Regions from separate parts of the Sus scrofa genome. Here regions 1 and 2 are each linked to region 3. Evidence: chromatin contacts called from public Hi-C data. All regions are on one chromosome and are shown on one strand. Each heading gives the region's core, a stretch centred on a gene start, on an enhancer-like site or on the middle of the called end of the contact. The rest is flanking DNA. Distances are from core to core; before and after follow the strand shown.

Region 1 (4,345 bases), core at 1,294-3,793, 1.0 Mb before region 3:
CCCGGGACAGCACGAGGGACGCAGCGTGTGCCCAGCCCGGGGAGGCCTGAGCCCACGCCCGGCCAGGAGCGTTCTCTTGCCCCGACACGTGGGGGCGCCAAGGCGGTGACCAGCGACCAGGCCCTGAGCTGTCGTGAGGGTGCACGGCCGCCGACCCTGTCGCGCCTGGTCAGGGGGCCCCAGGGACCCGTCCCCTTTTCCTAAAGCTGTCCCCCTGGTCAGCTCCGACCCAAGTCCCCAGCTCCTGCAGCCCCAAGCCTGGGAGCAGCCGCCTGGCAGCTTGGAGCCCTTCTAGCACCTCACCAGCCCAGAGTGGGTTCGCTCTTTCCGTGTGACTCGTGATGAGCCACACCTGGCGGCTCCGTCGGACATCTGCTGCCTCCAGCCTTGCTCCCCGCACAGAGGAGCGGCCACTTTGGAGCCGGGCCTGTCGGGTGGGGAGGCGGCGAGTCTGATCACAGTCACTAGCACGGTGGGTGGCAGCTCCTGCAGTTTGTCCGAGGGCCTGCTTTCTAGACGACCTCTCAATAAACTGGTGGCTCCAGTGGAATGAAGTGCATTCAGTGGGGAGTCGGTGGTGGTGCCATGGGGTGGGACATGTCCCAGAAGCCCAGCCGACCCGCCCCCACACCCTTCGCAGGCCACCTTTGTGTCCAGCCCTGCCACCCACCGGCCCCTCCGAGGCTGAGATGTGACTTGGGCGGTGGGCAGGGGGCTCCCAGGCTGGCACCCTGTAGTCTTGCTCGGGAAAGCTGGTCTTGACCTTTGGGGCTGTGGGAAACTCACTGAGCCCCTTGGATACAGCTCAGGCCTGCACAGATGGGCCAGGGGTTAGAAGCGGCCCAGGTGCCTCCCTCAACAGCAAGTGCGTCCCCCCAGCACTCAAATGCAGATGCCTTTGAAGTCCGGGCCGGTCACATGCGCTGCTTGGCCGTTCTCGCAAATGACAGTTATGTTTCCCTGCGTTGGGTGAGAAGCAGCCAGAAACTGAAGGGTTTGCTGGAAAAGCACATGGGAGCGCAGACATGGTCTAGGGTCAGATGACGGAGACTTGGTGGTTCGGACTTCCTAGATGGGGGGGGGGGGCTGGCACACTGCCAGGCAGCTCGGGCCATGGTAGGGGTGATGGGTTTACGAGTCCCTCCTCCAGGGGTTAAGTACTGCCAGAGCGCGAACAGAGCATCAAGAAATGACAGTATGTGAGGAGGGGGCAGAAGGGGGGGGCGGGACAGCCCAGGAGCAAAGGCCGTGCCACTGATACCGTGAGCCCAGAGGGCCAGGAAGCAGACGTGAGGAGGGCCCAGGTTATTGCCTGGGAGTCGGTGATCTGAGAAGCTGAAACCCATGACCCTGAACCAAAAGCTTTATGTATCTTCATTGGCTAATAGACTTTGTTTTTTAGGATCACAGCAAAGTTGAGCAGAAAGTACAGTTCCCAGGAGTTCCCATCGTGGAATCAGAGCTATAGCTGCTGGCCTACACCACAGCCACAGCAACACCGGATCCTTAACCCACTGAGGGAGGCCAGGGATCGAACCCACATCCTCATGGATACTAGTCAGATTTGTTTCCGCTGAGCCATGACGGGAACTCCTAAAATGCATTTAAATAAGTCAAAATTTAAAATATGTTTTTGGAGTTCCTTAGTGGCCTGTTGATTCGGCATTGTCATTGTGGTGTGGATTTGATCCTTGGCCCGGGATATCTGCATGCCTCAGGTGCAGCAAAAAAAATATGTGTGTGTGTGTGTGTATGAAATGTTTTTATTTACATTATGAATTATTATTTGAAAATTACATAAAATAAAGGTGCTCTGGGGTCTTTTTGGACATTCTCAACTTTGTGCTTTAGGCACCTCCTGGGTGTAAGTACTTGCAACTTTGGGCACCACTGGCCTCCATCACAGCCCAGACAAGAGGTTCTTCCAGAGCAGTGGGTGGCCACTGTCCCGCCGCCTGAGTGACTGCAGTTGCCCAGCAGCCTTTGGAAACATGCAAATCCCCTTCGATTCTACACTTGCTTACTCTCTTCTCGCAGCCATGTTCTACACCCTCACTGCCTTTGTGTCCTTCCTCACACCATCTGTTTACAGCCTTTTCCGTGAAGCCTCCAGACCTTCTTGGTGGCCCCAAATAGTTTTGACACAGCGTGGAATAGGCACTCGGTCAATGCTTCAACGAAGGAAGGTGGAACCAGGCCGAGCTTGGGTTCCGGAGTCCAGGTCGGATGGACCCAGCCCTCGGGCCACAGGGCTGGGTGCCCAGAGCAGGAATTGGGGCGAAACCCTGAACCCAGGCTCCTGCCACCAGCAACAGCCCCCGGGCATCCCAGCCCGGCTAACGGCTAAACCCATGCCCCACCGCCCCCAGAGGTCGCAGCGTGTTTGGGAATGACTGGGGTGCCCACCCAAAGCGAGTCGCCCCGGCGGCGACCACAGACGACTGAGACCCGAGGCTCGGCTGCCACATGAGACCACGCCCAGTTCCCACCAACCGCGCCCCGGAAGATGGCTGGGCCGGCGCGCGCACGCAACCCCGTCGCTTCCAGATACGTCACATCCGGTCGGGACCCGCCCCGGCTTCGGGAGGTGAGGGGGCCGCCGCGGGGTAGGCGGGGCGGGCGCGCGGGGCGGGGCTTCGTCGGGCTGGGGGCGGGGCCCCAGAGGGCCGAGCTCGCGGGCGTCCGCCGGCCCGGCAGGCGCCGGGGCCGAGCTTCGCGGCCGCGGAGGCAGGTGAGAGCCTCGGGCCGGGAAGGGCGGGCGGAAGGCGGATTCTGCTCCCGGCCGGGCTCCGTGTTCGCCCGCTCGGGCGGCCGGGCCCCGCGGGGAAGGGCCACCGCCGCGCGTCCGTGAGGCCTGGCGTGGCCGCGGGGCTTGGGAGTGGCTTGAGGGACCCCGGGACCGGCCGGGCGGGTCGCCGGCCTGCCGGCTTCGGGGCGGCAGCGTGCTCCTCCCTCGCTCCCTCCTCGGTTCTTGCCTGAGCCCTGATCGCGCCCGGAAAACTTCTGGACTCCCAGGTAGGGAGGAGCCCCGGCTGCGCACTGCCAGCTGCCCTGCCACCGAACACTCGGCCCGTGTAGAAAAAGCGGCCGGCCTGGGGTTCTCTCCCCTGCCTTGGGGTGCATCTCCTCAGACTCTCCAGCGCCTCAAGCAGAAACGTTGGGGATCTGGGCCAGACCCTTCACGCAGTGACTCAGTGACTCAAAACGGCCAGCCGTACTGGAAGGACAGGGTGGATGGCCCTTAGTCTCCTCTCCCTTCTGCACTTGTTCCCACCCGCCCGGCGCCTCAGCCCCGGGCGCCTTCGTCTTTTCCCGTGACTCCCTCCACTTTACTTCTCCTACTCCCTGTGGTTCTCGCGCCTCCCTCTGCGGCGGTGGGTCGCAAGGCTGGATCAAGGCCTCCAGGGTAAGTGACCCAGACTCCAAACCGGGCGAGGCCATGGCCTCCCAGGGTGGTAGACGGGGACTTCCTCAGGGATGAGCCTTTTGCTCGAGCGGCCCTCCACCACCTACTTCCCTGCTGCCCAGTCGCGGCTGAGGGGTGCGGCCGGGGCCCAGCCCGGGTAGGATCTAGAGCAGCAGGGGCCTCTCCCAAGACCAGGAGGGCACAGGGCATGAGTCAGTCAACACTTGTGATGAAAAATCACTGTGTCCTCATCCTGGTTGCCCCAGTTCCTGCAGGTGATGTGACAATAGGGTGCTGGCTGCCCACATTGCGAAGTGAAAGGAGACGAGGCTCCTCCTTGCCCCGAGGCACTAGAAACACTTGGGGTCTCACGGGGAGTTCCAGGCACGGGTAGGGGCACAAATGGGCGTGAGGAGGGGTCCCCGGACCCTGAGCAGAGGCTCTCAGATGTGGCACAGCGGCTCTGGGACTGCCCGGGGAGCGGGAGCTCTGGCAGAAGGAGGAAACTTCTCGGTGGACCTGTGGCCCTAGCCGATCGATCCCTTCCTGTTGCCCCTTCCAGCAGCTTCCCTGAGGAGAGGGGACTCGCGCCCTCGGGGAACCTCCCCATCTCCAGTCTCAGCAGGTGGCATAGGCCAGAGAGCCAAGTGTGGCAGCGCCATTCACGACCACGTGTCGCTGGTGGGCACCGTCCCACTGCCCACACCACCCCGCCTGCTGCTCTCTGCCTGGAAGATGACGCTCAGACGCCCTAACTCCCTCCCATCAGGCCTGTCTGTCAGCCCAGGGCAGTCTTGCTGAGATGTCACCCCGGTTGTGGTACTGCTGTGCCACAGCTGCGTCGTCAGGCAGATGGAGAACAGGCTAATGGTGGCAGGATTGGGGCTGGCTCTCCCATTTCCCTTGGTATCAGGGCATCTCTGAATGGTCACTGCTGGG
Region 2 (4,236 bases), core at 572-3,071, 1.1 Mb before region 3:
GGGACCTGCTCGGTATGTACCTGAGAAAAATGAAAACACAGGTCCACGTGAGACTGCTCTTAGCGGCCAAAGGGTGGAAATGACCTACATGTCCATCGACTGATGAATAAACACAATCTAGTACATTCCTACCCTACCATGTTAATAATATTGAGCAGGAGTGGCGCAGTGGTTAACGAATCCGACTAGGAACCATGAGGTTGCGGGTTCGATCCCTGCCCTTGCTCAGTGGGTTAACGATCCGGCGTTGCCCTGAGCTGTGGTGTAGGTTGCAGACACGGCTCAGATCCCACATTGCTGTGGCTCTGGTGTAGGCCGGCGGCTACAGCTCTGATTGGACCCCTAGCCTGGGAACCTCCATATGCCCGGGAGCGGTCCAAGAAATGGCAAAAAGACAAAAAAAAAAAAAAAAAAAAAAAAAAAAAAAAAAACACTGAGCAACACAGAGAAACAGCTCACAAGAAACCACATATTATGAGTCCATTTATGTGAACTATCCAGAATAGGCAAACATAGAGAGATGGAAAGACTAATAGATGCTTAGAACTGAAGTAGATAAGGTGATGGGTTGATGAAAATGTTCGAGAATGAATGGTGATGGTTGTGCAGGTGTGTGAATATACTGAAAAGCAGTGAATTGTTCACTTTCAATGGGTGAATTGTGTGGTATGTGAATTATATGTCAATAAAGCTATTTTTGAAAATAAGAGATTATGAGGGGTATAAATTAAGCAAAGGTAGCAACAGGTTGATAACTGTTGACGCTGGGAGGTGGGTACCTTGGGTTTATACTATCCTTTCTACTTTTGCACATCTTTGGTATTTTTCACAATAAAACGATCCGAGCCCCATCATCTCTCACCTGGATAACTGCAATAACCTCCTAGCAGATCACCTTGCTCCAACCCTTGCCCCCTACGTACAGTCTGTTCTACCCACCGCGCCAGAACAATCAGACCAAAAGGTAATTCCTACCACGTCTCTCCTCTATCCAGATCCCTACCATAGTTCCTCATGGCCCTCCGCCAAAAAGCCACAACCCGTACAACAAGATAGTAGGCCGTGCACTATCTGGTCCCCCATTGCTTCCTCTCTAACTATTCCCCCCTCGCTCACTCTATTCCAGGTATAGTGGCCTCCTTATGGCCCATTCATCCTCAAGTCACAGAACTGATATGAGGTCCGGCAGACATTAACCGTTGTGCAAAGTGAGCAAAATGAAGCGCATGAGGAAAGATGCTTAGCTGTCAAATTACCCTTGAGGCTTTTTTAAAGAACTTAACAACTTCAAATGTAGTCAAGTTCGATGAACAGAAAATGTCTCCGAAGTAGAATAGTCATCCACGAACTAGGGGTGTGGTCAGACTCCGCCGCGGCAGAGGAAGGAGAGGCGAAAACTGCCCCGCTCGTCGCCAGAGTAACCTGGGTCCTGAATTGGCCAGCCTCGGCGGGTGATCTAGAAGCGGGCGGCAGAACCGGGCCGGGGCCCAATAGGAGGGGAAAGCCTGGTCGTCCAGGGGGGGTCTCGGAGGTGGCGGAACGCCCACCAATAGTACCCTATCTTCGGAGAAGAGGACCACACCTGTCAGCAGAGTCGGTCCGACGTGAGAAGGGCGGGAGCGGCGGGTCCCGAGCGCTCCTCGGACCCCGGCGCTCGGAGAAAGTTCGGGTTCCGCGGTCGCCCTTCCCTTCTCGGGCTGCCAAATTCCCATTTCCTGCTTCCGGTGTCGTAGCTGTGGGATCCGGAAGTAAAACACTCACACTCCGCCCCCACCCCGCCCCCAGCAGGCCCGCGAGAGGCGCGAGGGAGACTTGTCCCCAGACGGAAGCCCGAGCGTACCAGGCTCGGCTGGCCCGTAGGACACTCTTCAATAATATGCGTCGCGACCCGCATTTCCCCTTGTCTCTCCGGCGGCGGCATCCAGCGAGCGGCAGGTCGGCTGCCCCGCCCCCACTAGGGGAGGAGCCACGACGAGGCTATCATGTGATAGGGCCAGTTTGATCGGAGTCGACGACCCGTCCAGTGAGGGGGCGAGGCTAAAGAGGGCCCCGCCTACAAGTGGGGTCGAGGGGCGTGACCACGCTGCCGGCGGAAGTGGAGCCCTTCTTGAGGGCGCAGGACAACCCCGGGCTGACGAGAAAGCCAGACTGTAGGGGCGGGGCCAGGCCAGGGATGGGAACGCGGGCGAGCTGTGGGGAGCTGCACACGGACTCGCGAAGCATCGGGGACACGGCGCAGCGGCGGCGAGGACAGCAGGGGGCCCGCAGCCCGGCGGCCGGCGCAGGTGCTCAAGGGGCGGAGCGGGTCAGGCCGGCAGGCCTCGCGCGGGAGCGGGGGGGGGGGGGTCCCACCGGCCCGAGATGCGCGCGCACCTGCCTCGCCCCGCCTCTCGGGGGAGGGGCACACGGAGGCCCCGCCCGCGCGCCTCGCCTGAGGCTGGTCAGCTCAGACCAGGTGCCCGCCCCCGCCAGTTAAATGGGCAGGCGGGGCGCAGCCCCAGGAAACTGCCGGGAACTCCGGGGCTGCGAGCGCGAAGGGCAGCAGCGGTGAAGCACAGGTAACTGAGTGGGCGAACGCTTTGATTTGCCACGCTTGGGAAGGGGGCAAAATCGAGAGGGTGTTAACTGATCTAACCGTCCCCTGCATACCCCCATTGGGCCCCTGAGGGGACCCCGAGAGGGGCGGGGATTGGCCGGGGTCTCCCAGCGGTGGTGGAGGAGGACTAGATCTACACTGTCAGCTGCTTGATCTAACTTGCTCCAGCTCATTGAGGAGCTTCCGCCTGAATCCTTGGTGAGATGGCCTTAGCAGGTGGTCCGATGTTCCAGCTTGGTGTTACTCCCCCAGAGCTGAGGCCCTCGTTGGAGTCCACTAATGCTTAGAGTAATGTTGTAATGTACACGCTGAAAGAAGGCTGTCTGGAGAGTATGACCAGAGCCAGCAGTTTCTCATCCCCCAACCATCCTGCTCGCAGCCATTCCCACCAAGTGGTTTCAGTAATCAGGCATCAGCTGGACGAGAGCCCAAAGGACTCCTCCAGAAAGGGGCCAGCCAGCTTCTCAGTGCTTTCCGGTTCTCCTGCCTCATCAATAAGTTTTTTTTCCTCCAGAGAGTACCATGGCAGAGCAGGTGGCTCTGAGCCGGACCCAAGTGTGCGGGATCCTGCGGGAAGAGCTGTACCAGGGCGATGCTTTCCATCAGTCGGATACACATATCTTTATCATCATGGGAGCATCGGTGAGTCTCCCCCAGGCCCCACATCTTAAATGCAGCAGACTTAGAGCAGGACATGGCTTAGGTCCCTTCCCTCTCCGTGCCTGGGCTCGCCCACCTGCTTGTTATAGGGCCTCTCCAGCTCTGCTTGGCTGGGCTCTCCCTCCTGCTCTTGCGCCACTATCACCCCAGCACCCCCTGGTGTAGGCGTATTGCAAGGCCTTGCTGAAGTCTGTGTGCAGCCATTGGCTGCAGCCTCATGCCCTGGAGCCCGGAGGTCCGCAGGGGCTGTGTGCTTGGACTTCCTCCTCCGTGGGGAAAAGTGAGAGGCAAACAGGGGAAGCTGTTCATTCTGGGAGTGTGTTTTCCAAACTCGCGTCTGACTTGGTAAACGGCGTGAAGTCAGTTTAGTTCCAGAGGTAGGATCTGAGGTCTGATCTCCACCTTGTGTCTGCCACGTCAGGTTCCGTGAGGACAAACACTCAACTTTGCTTTGAGCAGCATCTCTTTGCCCCAGCTTCTAGGGCCTGCTCAGGAGCTACGACCAGCCCCATTGTCTAGCCAGTGGACCTGCCATTTTGCTCTGATCAGAAAGGCCAAAGAGTAGACACAGAAGGGGGTGGCTCCTCAGAGAGCCATGACCCGCAGCCTAAACTCCCTCTGCATGCCGTGCCGTGCGACCCAAGCTCTCCCATGGGGCAAGACGCAGGCGGCCTGCTGGGGTTTCCTGTGCAAGTGATCTGTGTCCTCTTTTCCCTCTTAACCTTGGATGTGACCAAGAATCTGCTACCCGTGGCATCCACTGCTTTGCGGGTAACTTACTGTATAGACCTTGAGCGAGAGTCCTACCGGAACTCCTTAGCTCTTGACAGGGCAGGCCACTGTCCCTCTGTGCCTTCCACGCTGCTGTCCTCTCAGCTCTGGGGAACTCACCGCCTGCTCCCTGCCGACTTTGTGATTCTGGGCAGGACTTGGAAAAGGAGAGCCAGAAGGCGAAGGCTACCTTAAGCACTATCCCTTGA
Region 3 (4,590 bases), core at 222-2,721:
TGGAGACTGGAGGAGGTGTAGTGGCTGGGATGCGAGGCCCCACAGAAACCTGAAAGACAGATGGGGGCACCAGAAAGGGAGAAGAGAAGTGACTACTGAGCATCCCCTGATCCACACCCAGCACAGGAGCCAAGTGGACAGCAGAGCTGAGGGAACAAGGTAAAAATACATTCCAGGCGGGAGGTGAAATGTTGTGGATGATGGGGCTCCAGACATGCTGCTTCCTTGGCTCTTCCCATATTCTTTGCCCGGCCAGCTCCTCCTTGTGCTTTAGGTCTCAAGTGAACTGTTCCCTCCCCAGCAGAAGACCTTTCCACAACCATGTGAGCATATCAACAATGAAGAGGCAGCAGATATATCAGAATGATAGCAATACAAGGTATGAGCTGACCGTCTCAGTTCTAACTCATAGTTCTCTGGGCACCTTCTCTATGCCAGACTTGGTCTAACATATTTGATGCTGTGGCACCAAAGTGATGCTCAAAGACATCTACTTCTGGGGTACTCATTGCCGGTCAGCTTCAACTGGTCGCTAGTCAGTCACAACTACATAAGGTAACTGGCATGCTCAGTATGTTAAGATTTGTTCTGGGTTGCAACCCCTGAAAAAACGCCCAGCATAGCGCTTACCTGTTGGCCTGGCTGTCCACTTCCAGGAGCTGCTCAGGTTTTCTGGAGCTGCTCTGCTGCTCTGGGGTGCTGGGATCTGCAGGCTGCTGGGTGGGCACAGCTGGGTTTCCCTGGCCATCTCTTAGGGCTCCGGGCCTCCCTTGCCAGGCCTCCTCTCCCTCCTTGGTGACCACGTTCTTCTCACAACCAGCCAAGTCGCTGTGGAAGAACCAGCACCCTTATGGAGCGAGTGCCGTGGGACCAGCCCTGGCTCACCTACTGCAAACTGATACCTGCTTCCGAGGCCTTGGCAGGTTCCTCTCCCAGATGAGGTGGGAGGGGTTGCCAAAGAGGAGTCCACTACGGCCCCCACCTGTGGGACAGTTCCTCTCCTTGTCAGCAGTACCGACAAGAACACATAATGACTTCCAGGAGGTTTTAACACAATCTTCTCCTCGACTGAAACAGTGACATGTCCTTCCCCTGCGTCCTGCTGCCATATCTCCTTTCTTCTAACCTTCCAAGGCGCAGTTCATCTGTCCTCCCTAAAAAGTACCAAGCCACCCTGTCTGTTCCCCAGGCCACAGTGCTCAGAGGGGTCCTGCACGAAAGCCCAGCAGGAGCCCAGCTCTCTGGGAAAGGGTCTCTTACCCCAGCTTCCTTGGCGGACTGGGTGGGGACCGCCTGAAGCGGAGGAGAATGTTCGGCTTCCGACATTCTCAATCGGGCTGTTGACCCTACAAGGCGCGGGGGGGGAGGGGGGAAAGGCCTTGAAAACCCGGACTCCTGACCAAGCCAGGCTAGGGCTGCCCAACCCATTTGTGATCCTCGCGCGCCATCTGCTGGCCTGCACGGGCCAGGCCGAGAATAAGCTCTGCCTAAGCCTAATTTGCTCACAGCAGCCATTTTCTTTATTGACCGTCCCATTTCCCAGCGGTCATTGCGACCCGAGCTCGCCGCTGCGGGAAATGGCGGCCCGCGCAGCCGCACTCGTGTGGGACGCAAGCGCACGTGAGTCCTGGGCACCCACGCACAGGCGCAGAAGTATTGCTGTGGCTGCTTTGTTTATTGCAGTCTTTTTTATTGCGAAGTAGTTGACCTTACGAGGCATAGCACTTTCATTCTTTTTTGAAAACAGAAGAAAAGTCTAGGGTGAGGGTCCTTTGCAGTTCATAAAAAGCACTCAGGATGTACTTTTGACAACCTACCCGCCCCCCAGCCGCCATTCGCGCAGCTCAATCTCATGGCATAGCTACCGCTACACTTCCTATCACTAAGTCTTCCGAGGGAAATGGAGTAGCAGCGGAAGCCAGGGCTCATCACTTAAGGGACCCGTTTAAAGCAAAAAAAAAAAAAAAAAAAAAAAAAAAAAAAAAAAAGTCTTTTCAAACTTCAAACACCCCATCCCCCATCCTGAAGCTTCTCTTCCCCCTGCAACAGGCAAGCTCGGGCAACAAGCCAAGCTGTGTGCACTAGCTCTTCTCATTTCTTCATTCCTTTCTCCCTGTCAACTCTCCACGGAAGCTAATATATTGCTTAGCAATATCCCAAAATATCTGTGCTGAAGGACCTCTCTGTCCCTAGTGTCTAGGACCAATATCTGCCTCCAGGTAGATGAGCTTTGGAGACACCCCAATTGGCTGTTTGGTTTCTGCTTCGTGCCTCACCCAAAATTTAGTCTACAATCACCATAAGATTATATATCAGGGCAAAAAAAAAAATTGTACAGTAGAAAGCGTAGGCTTCATGTTGACCAGGTAACCGCAACTGGTCCCATCTGCCAGAAACACAATTCTGATAAAAATATAAAGTGTGGCAAAGAGGAGCACCAATTTTATATAAACCAATGAGTTTTGTATTTGTGTTTATACCTGACTCATGGCTGAAGATTTAGAATTAAACCCTAAGATCTCTGTTCAAGTCTGTCTCCATGTTTATGTACAGATGTATATTATGTATGTGTAAAATTTTTTACCTCAGGATAGGATTACCAACTTAACTTAAAAAATCCCTTATCCTCTACTTCAACGGACTTAGACATAAAATCACTTCTTATCTGGAGGACTGGTATACTTCCTAGCTCTTCTCCCTACCTGCACCCTGCCCACTTCCAGTCCATTCTTTTCATCACCATCACAGAGAGAACTCTAAAGTACAAATCTGACCATATCAATGCACTGCTTAAAACTTTTCCAATATTTCCCATTGTGGCTCAGTGGTAACAAACCAGACTAGTATCCATGAGGATGCAGGTTAAATCCCTAGCCTTTCTCAGTGAGTTAAGGATCCAGTATTGCTGTGAGCTTTGGTGTAGGTTGCAGATGCAGCTCAGCTCTGGCGAGGCTGTGGCTGTGGCAATGTCCACTGATGGATAAATGGATAAACACAATGTAGTATGTCCAGATTATGAAATATTATTCAATCTTAAAAAAGAATAAAATTCTGGTGCATGTTACAACATGGATGAACCATCAAGATATTATGCTAATCGAAAGATGCCAGTTACAAAAAGACAAATACTGCACGGTTCCACTTATATGAAGTTGTTGTTTCATGTGGACAGGGTTCGGCTTTCGCAAGGTAGAAACAGTTCTGGAGATTGGTTGCACAACACTGTGAACATACTTAATGCCACTAAAGTGCACACTTAAAAATGGTTAGGATGGTAATTTTTATGTTATACGTATTTTAAAATTTAAAAACAGGAGTTCCCATCGTGGCGCAGTGGTTAACGAATCCGACTGGGAACCATGAGGTTGCGGGTTCGGTCCCTGCCCTTGCTCAGTGGGTTAACGATCCGGCGTTGCCGCGAGCTGTGGTGTAGGTTGCAGACGCGGCTTGGATCCTGCGTTGCTGTGGCTCTGGTGTAGGCCTGTGGCTACAGCTCTGATCCCACCCCTAGCCTGGGAACCTCCATATGCCGCGGGAGTGGACCAAGAAATGGCAAAAATAAAATAAAATAAAATAAAATAAAAAAAATAAAATAAAAACAAATTTCCTTACCTCCTCTTTATCCTCAGGAGAAAGTCCAAGTCCTTATTATGGCATAAGGGTCTGACCCTGCCCATCTATGCTTGTGATAATGTAGTTTTTGTCCTTTATTACACTGATACAGTGTGTGGTGTGTTGGTGTCTCTGAGAGCACCCTCAGGTTCAGTGATTTGCTAGAACTCCCAGGACTCAGCACATAGTCCTCCTCTGGTTAAGATTTATTACCATAAAAGGATAGCAAGCAAAATCAGCAAAAGGAAAGTGCAGTGTTTTCATCCATAGCCCAAGGTTTTTATTAGAAGCTGGTCAGGTAAGTGCTTTCTGCCTAAAATGTACCCAAATTCCCAAATCCCAGAAGACAAGCAGAGATTCACCATAAAACACATCATTTGTACAAGTAATCTAGGCCATCAGCCTCGTCATGAATCATTTAGGGGGAGGTTCCTATCTCTGTAGAGAACTGTTCACTCTTTCAAGTTCCAAGAGACCAGCCAAGGGCCCAGCTTGCAAGCAGGCCTTAATAAGGAGAGCAGTCTCAGGCCTGCTAGGTTAACCCCTGTCTGGACACCATCTGCCCAACATCAACTCCTCCACCGCCTTCTGTCCATAAACTACAGCCACATCAAACCAAACAGTTCTCCTTACTGTCAACTCTCTAAGCACAGGAGATTCCCTTACTCCTGGACCCTTCTTTCATACCCTCAAAAACTTCAAGATGAACATCCACTGTCACCTCTCCTGTCGTGATTCCATGAGGCCTGCCAAGTCACATGCTTCTTCTAATATGCTGCCATCTCACTTTATCAGGGATAGAGGGTATGGACAAAGTCTTATTTGTCTGTATGCCCTACACTTAGCACATGGTTTGACACTAGCTAATCACTAAGTAAAATTTGGTGTAACTATGGAATGTGTGGCTCATTAATTCACAGAACAAATAAAGGCGCCCACATTACTCTGCTCATTCTTTCTTCTGCCATCTGACTTACA

What was found. A called contact is a pair of places that touch in the nucleus more often than the background predicts.
Region 1: a Hi-C map of alveolar macrophages shows a contact between it and region 3, with 3 times the contacts expected there. The contact joins the promoter of SLC10A3 here to the enhancer-like site in region 3. A contact is called at or near these places in 1 of 5 promoter capture datasets (liver), 2 of 47 Hi-C or Micro-C datasets (alveolar macrophages and omental adipose tissue) and 1 of 2 datasets of contacts at active chromatin or transcription factors (skeletal muscle).
Region 2: a contact with region 3 is called in a Hi-C map of retroperitoneal adipose tissue, with 2.4 times the contacts expected there. The contact joins the promoter of G6PD here to the enhancer-like site in region 3. A contact is called at or near these places in 1 of 5 promoter capture datasets (liver), 6 of 47 Hi-C or Micro-C datasets (embryonic fibroblasts, mesenteric adipose tissue, omental adipose tissue and 3 more) and 2 of 2 datasets of contacts at active chromatin or transcription factors (alveolar macrophages and skeletal muscle).

Annotation. Positions count from the first base shown.
Region 1 is chrX:125,012,190-125,016,534 of Sscrofa11.1, reverse strand. SLC10A3 (P3 protein) reads left to right here and starts at 2,543. Exons shown (of 2, transcript XM_021080745.1): 1 at 2,543-2,587. FAM3A (protein FAM3A) reads left to right here. Exons shown (of 9, transcript XM_005674051.3): 9 at 1-550.
Region 2 is chrX:125,038,625-125,042,860 of Sscrofa11.1, reverse strand. It overlaps G6PD (glucose-6-phosphate 1-dehydrogenase), which reads left to right and starts at 1,821. Exons shown (of 13, transcript XM_021080744.1): 1 at 1,821-2,285; 2 at 3,111-3,238. The coding sequence starts at 2,174. It also overlaps a transcript of IKBKG not described here.
Region 3 is chrX:123,974,487-123,979,076 of Sscrofa11.1, reverse strand. ZNF185 (zinc finger protein 185) reads right to left here. Exons shown (of 22, transcript XM_021079960.1): 18 at 631-828. Among named protein-coding and RNA genes, the nearest start is that of PNMA5, 22 kb to the left of the region's middle. Within about 2 kb of position 1,471, at least 27 of the 83 cell types and tissues checked have an H3K27ac peak or open chromatin away from gene starts, as enhancers often do. A contact at or near this core is called in alveolar macrophages, embryonic fibroblasts, liver and 2 more, where this site is marked.